2 separate regions of the Danio rerio genome follow, and region 2 is linked to region 1. A link is a contact called in public Hi-C data. All regions are on one chromosome and are shown on one strand. The core of a region is the stretch at or near the end of the contact, and the rest is flanking DNA. Distances in the headings are between cores, read along the strand shown.

Region 1 (4,671 bases), core at 719-3,218:
ATATATATATATATATAAATGGTAGTGTGTGTATGTGTAATATATACATTATATACACATACATACTGTATATACACACTTCACAGACACACACACACACTTATAGTTATTTTTATTCACCTAATGGTAACGAGAGGGTAAGAGAGCTGATTTATCATTCTGATTTATTATTTTATTTATTTATATTTGTATGTAATTATTATTATAATACTATATATTATAATACTATATATGTACTAAAAGTCCTTTTGCTTAACAATGCATATACCCTAGTGCAGGGGTGTCCACACTCGGTCCTGGAGGGCCTGTGTCCTGGAGAGTTTAGCTCCAACCCTAATCAAACACACCTGAACCAGCTAATCAAGCTCTTACTATATACTAGAAACTTCCAGGCAGGTGTGGTGAAGCAAGTTGGAGCTTAACTCCGGCCCTCTAGGACTAATCTGGTTAGCACTGTCGCCTCACAGCAAGAAGGTCGCTGGTTTGAGTCCCGGCTAGGTCAGTTGACATTTCTGTGTGGAGTTTGCGTGGGTTTCCTCCAGGTGCTCCAGTTTACCCCACAGTCCAAAGACACGTGCTAAAGCGGAATTGATTAAAGCAGGGGTGTCCAAACTCGGTCCTGGAGGGCCAGTGTCCTGCAAAGTTTAGTTCCAAGCCCAATCAGAAACACCTAGGCTAGCTAATCAAGCTCCTACTAGGCTTTCTAGAAACGTCTTGCAGGTGTGTTGAGGCAAGTTGGAGCAAAATTCTTCAGGACACCGGCCCTCCAGGACAGAGTTTGGACACCGCTGGATTAAAGTAAATTGACAGTAGTGTACGAGTGTTTTAGCTGGAAGGGCTTCCGCTGTGTGAAACATATGCTGGATAAGTTGGTGGTTCATTCCGCTGTGGCAACCCCTGATTAATGAATGGACTAATGCGAAAGAAAATGAATGAATGAAATTAAATATTTGCCTTGTAAACCATGCATTTCGTTGAATACTATCTGGTAAATGTTGCATGCTTTCTTTTTGCATTCTTGTTTTACCCCAACCAAGTCTGCATCCTCTCAGTTTCCATTTGCTCCCAGACACTGCAAGGCTGGCACAGATTCAAAGACGCACAAAGAACCGTGTACATTAGTCTCCGACAAGCATGAATGGCTTAAATAAACAGCAAAGTGTTGCGAGCGTGTCCTCTGATCTCTGACATGTCTCATTCGTTTGCTCTGGGAGCCCAATGACAGCTTGATTTGGCTTTAGATTGCCGTGATCCATTTGTCAGGCCTTTTCTACAAGACTGTCAGACCAATCGACTGGCACGTTGATCGATTGTCCTCTGCATGTCGGTGCCTGCATTCAACACAAATGCAGAAAAAGAGACAAAAATGGCAGCAGTGAGCTCGGAGATGCCTGCTGGAAATACAGACGAATGAAGAATAGATATTTGTGTGAGGCTCCAGAGTGAAAGCGAAGGCAGAGCCAGATATTTGCAGTGATACGAGGTGAGCGGGAGCAGCTGTGTTCGCTATGCGTACATACATGGAATGCAACACTGCGTCCCAAAGCATACGTTCGTTTTAAAACAAATCACCTACAGAAACAGATGAGTTGTGCAAATACACACCCACCTGCCCACTTACACGCACACACATTATGAAATGGGTAAGCTGCGCTCCTGGGTGGGCCGTGTATTGTAGGAGACGGGTCCCAGTGCATGAAAAGTGAGACTCTGTCAAGGAACAAAAGTGTGTGTGGTGATCGCTGAGCCTGGCCGGTCCTAAGGATATATGGTGAAACAGATTTCTCCAGGGAAGAGGTGTGTGTGTGTGTGTGTGTGTGTGTGTGTGTGTGCGCGAGTCTGAGCACATGGCGAAAAGGAGGCCCAGCAGCGAGTGTATCAGAATGAGGGTGGACTCTCTACGCCTCTCGCCCAGCCAAAGATACAGCACACGTTCCACTCAATCCCGTCATGACCTCAGCCGGCGTTGGGAAACAAACAGCCGTGCTCCGCGCTATTCCTGACGGAAAATCCAGAGCTCCGGGCATGTAGCGCATGACTCAGCTCCCCGCCTCGTATGCGATGGTCAACCTGGAGTGCTCCGGTCGTGATGACATCACTGCGGAGGTCAGTTCCCACCCCGCCATGGGCTGCGGCGTTAATCAGAGTCAGATTGAGCAGGGAGGGGAGAGGACAAACACTCTACCATTTCAGCTGTACATGCTATGACAGAACCATTTCCATGGAGAAATATCCCCAAACTCGAGCCCAGGTCAACAATTCCCAGACAATTAATGGGTACTGGTGCAATTAATATTCTGGGAATTTTCTTCAAACTGTAGCTAGTTTAGATTCATTGTGAACAGACTGAGTTCGGTATATGGGTCAAAGACGAAAAGGGGGGTTATGCCAAAAAATTTCCAGGCATATTTGGAACAAGGAACACTTTAGGTACTGAAACTCGCTATAAACTACTGGATTTTTACCTGCATATTATTAAGATACTGGCTGTTTATTAGTTCTTATGTGACCAGATGACTTTTACCAATCAATTCTATTAAGCAAAGGGTAAATGAAGTGACTTACAATCAGGAAAACATTCATTCATTCATTTTATTTTCGTCTTAGTCCCTTTATTAATCTGGGGTCGCCACAGCGGAATGAACCACCAACTTACTTTTTACGCAGCGGATGCCCTTCCAGCTGCAACCCATCACTGGGAAACATCCATACACTCTTATTCACAAGCATACATTTTGGACTGTACCGCATGTCTTTGGACTTTGGGGAAACCGGAGCACCCAGACGAAGCCTTATAAAAAGGAGGCGTGGCACCCAACCCCACTCCTAACCCCAACCGTCATTGGGTGATGAGCAAATCATACTAAATTGTACGAATAAGATTGTACAAATTCATATGAATTAGCCACTAAATCAAAAAGTTATGAATTGCCATGACATTGCGTTGTGTCAACACAAGGAGAACATGCAAACTCCACACAGAAATTCCAACTAACCCAGCCGAGGCTCGAACCAGCGACCTTCTTGCTGTGAGGCGAACGTACTACCCACTGCGCCACCATGCAGCTCAATCAGGAAAACTATTCATTTTATTTCACAAGTTGTATTATGAAAAAGATACAAATATTTTTAACGTTTAATGTAAATAACAGGTAAAGTAAATAATAAAAAATTAAAACACTAATGACTACCGGTTACCCAGATGAGGCACAGAAGCAGCATTGTTCTCACAACACTCACAGCCACCTAAAAAACTCAAAATCAATAAAGTGACCAAATCACCACACAACCCCAACCACCTTTTTTCCCCCGCCATCCATACAGTGCAGGGAACCCATTTGCAACTGATGGTATAAAGCAAATCTAAAGTAGAGCCTACAAAAGAAAGAAAGGATTAACAAAGGTAAATACAAATAATGCAAGCTCCATTCAAACTCATAGCATAATAAACAACCCAAATTCGCATGCAAAAAAAACGTCAGTAACAAAAATATTAATGTAGATCTAAGGTAAACGGCAATCGTGCATCCCTCTAAGATCCATAAGTTTCCATTCTGACACTCAGGCAACAATCAGTAGGCAATGATCCAGTAATAGCACTCTTTAAATGAGTTTGCAAAGAAGATCTGGCAATATTAATCCTGTTTACTTATCAGCTACGCATCACGTGAAGTGTCAGCTCGGCCTTGATGTGCCGCGACCGGAATGCAAAACCCAGAAGCCAAAAAGCCAAACGAACTTTGTGACACTTATATAGCGCTGAGCAGTCTGGTACTTGTTGTTAATTTACGCTGTAACCAAGAAATAAAGTGTCTGCACGTAAACAACAATACTTACTCACCTGGCGCTAAGCCTGCTGGGACTTGTAGTGCCCATCTGATTGCAATCATAAAATAAATATTCTGCATGATCTTATTCTGCAAAAGTCCATATTTTATACAGTCATTGGTTTTCTCTGGGTGCTCCGGTTTTCCCCATAGTCCAAAGACATAGGTGAATATGCTATAGGTGAATTGAATTAACTAAATTGGCCGTAGTGTATCAGTGTGTGAATGTGTATGGGTCTTTGCCTGCACTGGGTTGTGGCTAAAAGGGCATCCGCTGCGTTAAACATATGCCGGAAAAGTTGACTGTTCATTCCGCTGTGGCGACCACTGATAAATCCCAAAGAAAAATGAATGAATTATAAATACAATTATTTGAAATACCAAAACTACTTACATATTATATGCTTTCTATGTATTGATAAACTTTTGTAAATTGTATTTAATACCAACACTAAAATGGGCCTTTAGTCTTTTACCCAAATACATAAGTAATAGTTTGCAAAACTACAATACAGTTTTTTTTTTCCATACAGGTCACTTCCCTGCTAAAAAATCCAGCTTAATCCAGCCTAGGCTGGTTGGCTGGTTTAAGCTGGTAGACCAGCCTGGTTTTAGAGGGGTTTTTGCCATTTCCAGGCTGGTTTCCAGCCATTTTCAGCCTGGTCTTAGCTAGTCAAGCTGGAATGACCAGCTAAATCCAGTTAAAACCAGCTTGACCAGCCTGGTTTAAGCTGAACATTGGCTGGTTTTGGCTGGACTCCCAGCCTGGCTAGGCTGGTCAAGGTGGTTTTAGCTGATCATCTCCCAGCCTGACCAGCTAAGACCAGGCTGGAAATGGCTGGAA
Region 2 (4,493 bases), core at 1,934-4,433, 110 kb after region 1:
CAACCGCTTTGGAACAAAACTGATGGTGCAGAATTATATAACCGCCACGGGTCTCGTTTCTTCAAACCGGCGGCTTTTGTTCCTGGTTCGAGGGGTGATCGGCCCCTTCTGTTACGACACTCTGATTCAAGTTTTATAATCGCTATGCCTTGACCCATTTGCCAAAAGAACAAATAAATAAAATAAAAGGCTCTTATTTAGTTTTTCCCGCCTTGTGAGGAATATACGTACATCTGTCAGCAAAGACGGATCTTGAGAAACTGCACATATCTTATTACACTCTTGTTAAGGTATATTTTGTTGGCACAGTTTAAAGGATTAGTCACTTTCTTCAGAGTCTTTTGAAAGCCTGAGATCGCACCTGGTCTTAACCTATAATGACATCTCAAAGGAATTGCAAGTTGTTTGGTCATTTAGCTGCCTTAGATTTACCGTTTTGTTAATTTTATTTCACCAACAAACCTATCTGTGTGGGGTTTTAATCAATCTAATCCTTATTTCAAGTCATGCATTGCTTATTTCAGTCAATGTTTATGTTTATTTTAAAGTAGCTAGCCCTACAATTTTTTGTTGTTGTTTTTGGTTTAATCTTAGTTTATTCAATTGAAGTTGCTTTTAATTTCATGATTACGTAAGAAAGACAGAGCAATCTGTTTTGTCATCTAGCTGTTTTCATTTTTAAAAACATTGAATTTATTATTAGCCCCCCTTTGATTTTTTATTTTCTTTTTTAAATATTTACTAAATGATGTGTAACAGAGCAAGGAAATTTTCACAGTATGTCTGATAATATTTTTTCTTCTGGAGAAAGTCTTATTTGTTTTATTTCGGCTAGAATAAAAGCAGTTCTTAATTTTTTAAACACCATTTTAAGGTCAAAATTGTTAGCCCCCTTATACCATAAATTTTTCTTTTCGATAGTCCAATAACTTGCCTAATTAACCTAACCTAATTAACCTAATTAATCATTTAAATTGCCCTTTAATCTGTATAGAAGTGTCTTAAAAAATATCTAGTCAAATATTATTTACTGTCATCATGACAAAGATAAAATAAATCGGTTATTAGAAATGAGTTATTAAAACTATTATTTTTAGAAATGTGCTAAAAAATATTCTCTCTTTTAAACAGAAATTTGGGGGAAAAAATAAACAATAATTCTGCTAATAATTCTGACTTCAACTGTATTTATATGTATAATATTTTTTTTATGTTTATATAGACATATAGACATACATTTTTATAAAGACATACTGTATGAGCACATAATTGTACGTTTATGTATATAAAGATAGTTTAATCATGGACTATCAAAAAATATATGGCTTAAAGGGGCTAATAATTTTGACCTTAATAATTTTGACCTTAAAATGGTTTTTAAAAAATTAAGAACTGCTTTTATTCTAGCCGAAATAAAACAAATAAGACTTTCTCCAGAAGAAAAAATATTATCAGACACACTGTAAAAATTTCCTTGCTCTGTTAAACATTATTTGGGAATTATTTAAAAAAGAAAAACATATCAAAGGGGCCAAGTAATTCTGACTTCAACTGAATGAGCATTTTTCTCAGCCTTCTGTGTTTATGTTCAGTTATTTCACTTTAAAGGCAATAAAAATAACATATTATTTGCTCTAAAATTCAAATTACTGAACCTACACACAATAGCTTGGAAAAAAAATGCTAATTTTATAGCAAAAATTCATATGGCACTTAGAGCTTTTTGTATATGAACTCTTCAAATTAAAACAAAAAACAAATTATCTGTCAGTCTTGTCTTAATGTTCTTTTCTTTTAATTTCATGGCAGACAACAGTGTTCATCCTTTTGCATGTTAAATAAACGTAGCACAAAACCAGAAGGTCACGAGTTCATTAAAAAACAAAATGCACATATCACGTACGTCAATCTCCAGCGTTAAATCTCTCAAAACGAACTGTTTACTAACTGTTCTGAAAGATACAATGATGCTTTGGACGAGCACGAGCCGTATTGTTAGAAACTGACAAGTTTAATTTTCTCCAGGCTGAATAAAACACAAGGACGCACAAATGCAAAACCCAGACGTGTTTTTAGAGAAGAGAGAAATTCTATTCCCCTGGCAAGACCACCAACAAATCCAAAGTCACTTTTTAATTTCACAGCCTCTGGGGTGTAGATTTCCCATGCGCCTGCTTTCAAAAACCTTAAGACAACAAATTAAACAAGCTTTGTGTTTGCGCACCGGCGGCGCATCCTCATAATCCCCGCATTAACCCAGATTCACGATGACAATCAAAACAGCCAGACTTACCTGCAACTGGAAGTAGAGCACCAGCAAATGTAAACACCTGGAAAGAGAAGAAGAAGAGGGGGAATGAGAGGGAGAGACAGAAGGGAAGTAAGGAGGGGTGAATCACAAGCAATTACACCAGATATAAAAAAAAAATGTAGCCGTACATCTTAAGGCTGGCTTTGAGCGACTTCTATTGGCAAGAATGCAGGAGCTCAAAGCGAATCAAATATATTATTAAGAATGTTCCTTACACGTAGATGAACCTTGACGGCAGAACAGACATCTTGGTCAAATACACCTGTTTCCAGCGTTTGCCGCTCCAGTAAGTGGCGCGCGGAGCCCCGCCAGTGTCTCACAAACAAAACCCCGGAGGAGAGGTGCAATCCCAGGGAAAACAGAGATGAGGGAAGCGTAAATGTGCCGCTGGAAGCAGCATGAGGCTGTTTCGCGTTTGAAAAGAGATCGGAACAAACGCAAAACGACGTCTCCCCGGTGGTGTCCGCGCGCGCTGCGCTCTCTCGCCAAAGCGCGCAAAGATTGAATCGGTTAAAGGTTCAATCGGGGTGTCTCCTTCTCGGCGAACAATCCGTGAACTTCACTGCTTCTTCTCGATCCAGCACGCGATATAAAAACGATATAAATCCTGCTCGTACCTGCTGAAGACACCTGAAAGCGCGCGCCTCATTCCAAGCGTCCCGTGTGCCCGCTGTTCAAGAGGAAAACTTTCCCAACTAGTCCTAAAGTTGTCAGGATAGATGATCTTTTTTTTCGAGAAGTCTCTTCTTTACATTTTCTTTACTGTTATCCGGGTGGTTTGTACAGGGAAAGTCGCGTGGCAAATCCTGGATGAGCGCTGGATGATGGTACAGGACTGTGTATGTCTGTGTGCTGCGGAGGGCTGGAGCGCACTGAGGGGTTTTGGGTTGGTGGTGGGTGGAAACCTGTCAGTGGTTTTGCACCTGATAGGGTGATCCGAGAGAGTCCATCGGTGCGCGGAATGCGCTTTCCCTCAGTCTGGGCGCCGCTTGCTTTGCGCTTCTCCGACTTTCTCGAGCTCGTTCGTCGAGTCGATGCGATTCTGTGAGAATTCCTGGCGGATTTCACATGCGAACTCGTAAACAGGTGCATTTCAGTTGAGCAAAACCAGACACGCGGGCTTGAGATAACCAAATTCTCATCTGATGGGGTAAAGAGAAAGAGGCGTTACACTTGTGCGAAGCTAAAAATACATATACTGACAATCAATGTTTTTTTATTGCCGATAATATTCATTAAAGGTCGGTTATGGATTCATGCAGTGTACTAAAAAAGTCTACAACACTGTAAAACCCAATAAGTTAAGGTAACTCAAACCATTTGAGGAAACCGATTGCGACAAACCATTTAGGTTCAAAAACTAAGCCCAATGAGTACTGTGAACTTAATCCATTTGAGTAAACGAAGCAATTTGAGCATAAACCCGATAAATAAAGAGAACTCAAACAACTGAGTACTGTAAAACCCAATAATTTAAGGCAACTCAAACCATTTGAGGAAATCGATTGCAACAAACCATTTGAGTAAAAAAAAAAAAAAACTAATCTATATGTGAACCTGCTCCATTTAAGTTAAAGTAATCAGGTACCTTCAACACTGAGTTCAAAACTCTTTTCAAATGAGTAAAATTAACTTTCAGTAAATTTTGAGTTAACTACACTCATTTCATTTGATAAATTTGACTGTTGGGTTTTACAGTGTTTAAATTTAATAGTGAGTGAGCCAGTGAGTATATATATATATATATATATATATATATATATATATATATATATATATATATATATATATATATAGTGACACTGCTTCGGCAAGCTGTTTTTTTTTATCTAAATGCACTTAAAAAATACTAAAATGTAATTCAGAGTACCATAATTTCAAATATCCAAAATAAATAAATAAACAAATAAATAAATAAACAAATAAATAAATAAATAAATCCTGTCATGTATTTAGAACAACAATTTTAATGACATATTAAAAGCCCTGGATTTTAATACGTTGATATTTCCGGGCTTGTATGAAAAATCCGTAATTTTATGGTTTATTTTTTGGGGTGTCGGAAAAAAAAAACATAAAATAACAGCCTTTAAATTACAAAAAAATTACAGTAAAATAACAGAGGCTGAAATACAGTAATTTACTGTAAAGTAACAGTGGCTGAATTACATAAATTTACCAG

The links. Hi-C and Micro-C count contacts between places; a contact is called where the count stands out from the background.
Region 2: a contact with region 1 is called in a Hi-C map of an unstated tissue, with 2.5 times the contacts expected there. The contact joins the promoter of fgf24 here to the enhancer-like site in region 1. A contact is called at or near these places in 1 of 18 Hi-C or Micro-C datasets (an unstated tissue) and 1 of 4 datasets of contacts at active chromatin or transcription factors (caudal fin).

What each region holds. Positions count from the first base shown.
Region 1 is chr14:5,964,148-5,968,818 of GRCz12tu, forward strand. No RefSeq gene overlaps it. Among named protein-coding and RNA genes, the nearest start is that of pcgf1, 29 kb to the left of the region's middle. Within about 2 kb of position 1,969, at least 8 of the 62 cell types and tissues checked have an H3K27ac peak or open chromatin away from gene starts, as enhancers often do.
Region 2 is chr14:6,073,302-6,077,794 of GRCz12tu, forward strand. It overlaps fgf24 (fibroblast growth factor 24), which reads right to left and starts at 3,184. Exons shown (of 5, transcript NM_182871.3): 1 at 2,527-3,184; 2 at 2,294-2,330. The coding sequence starts at 2,558.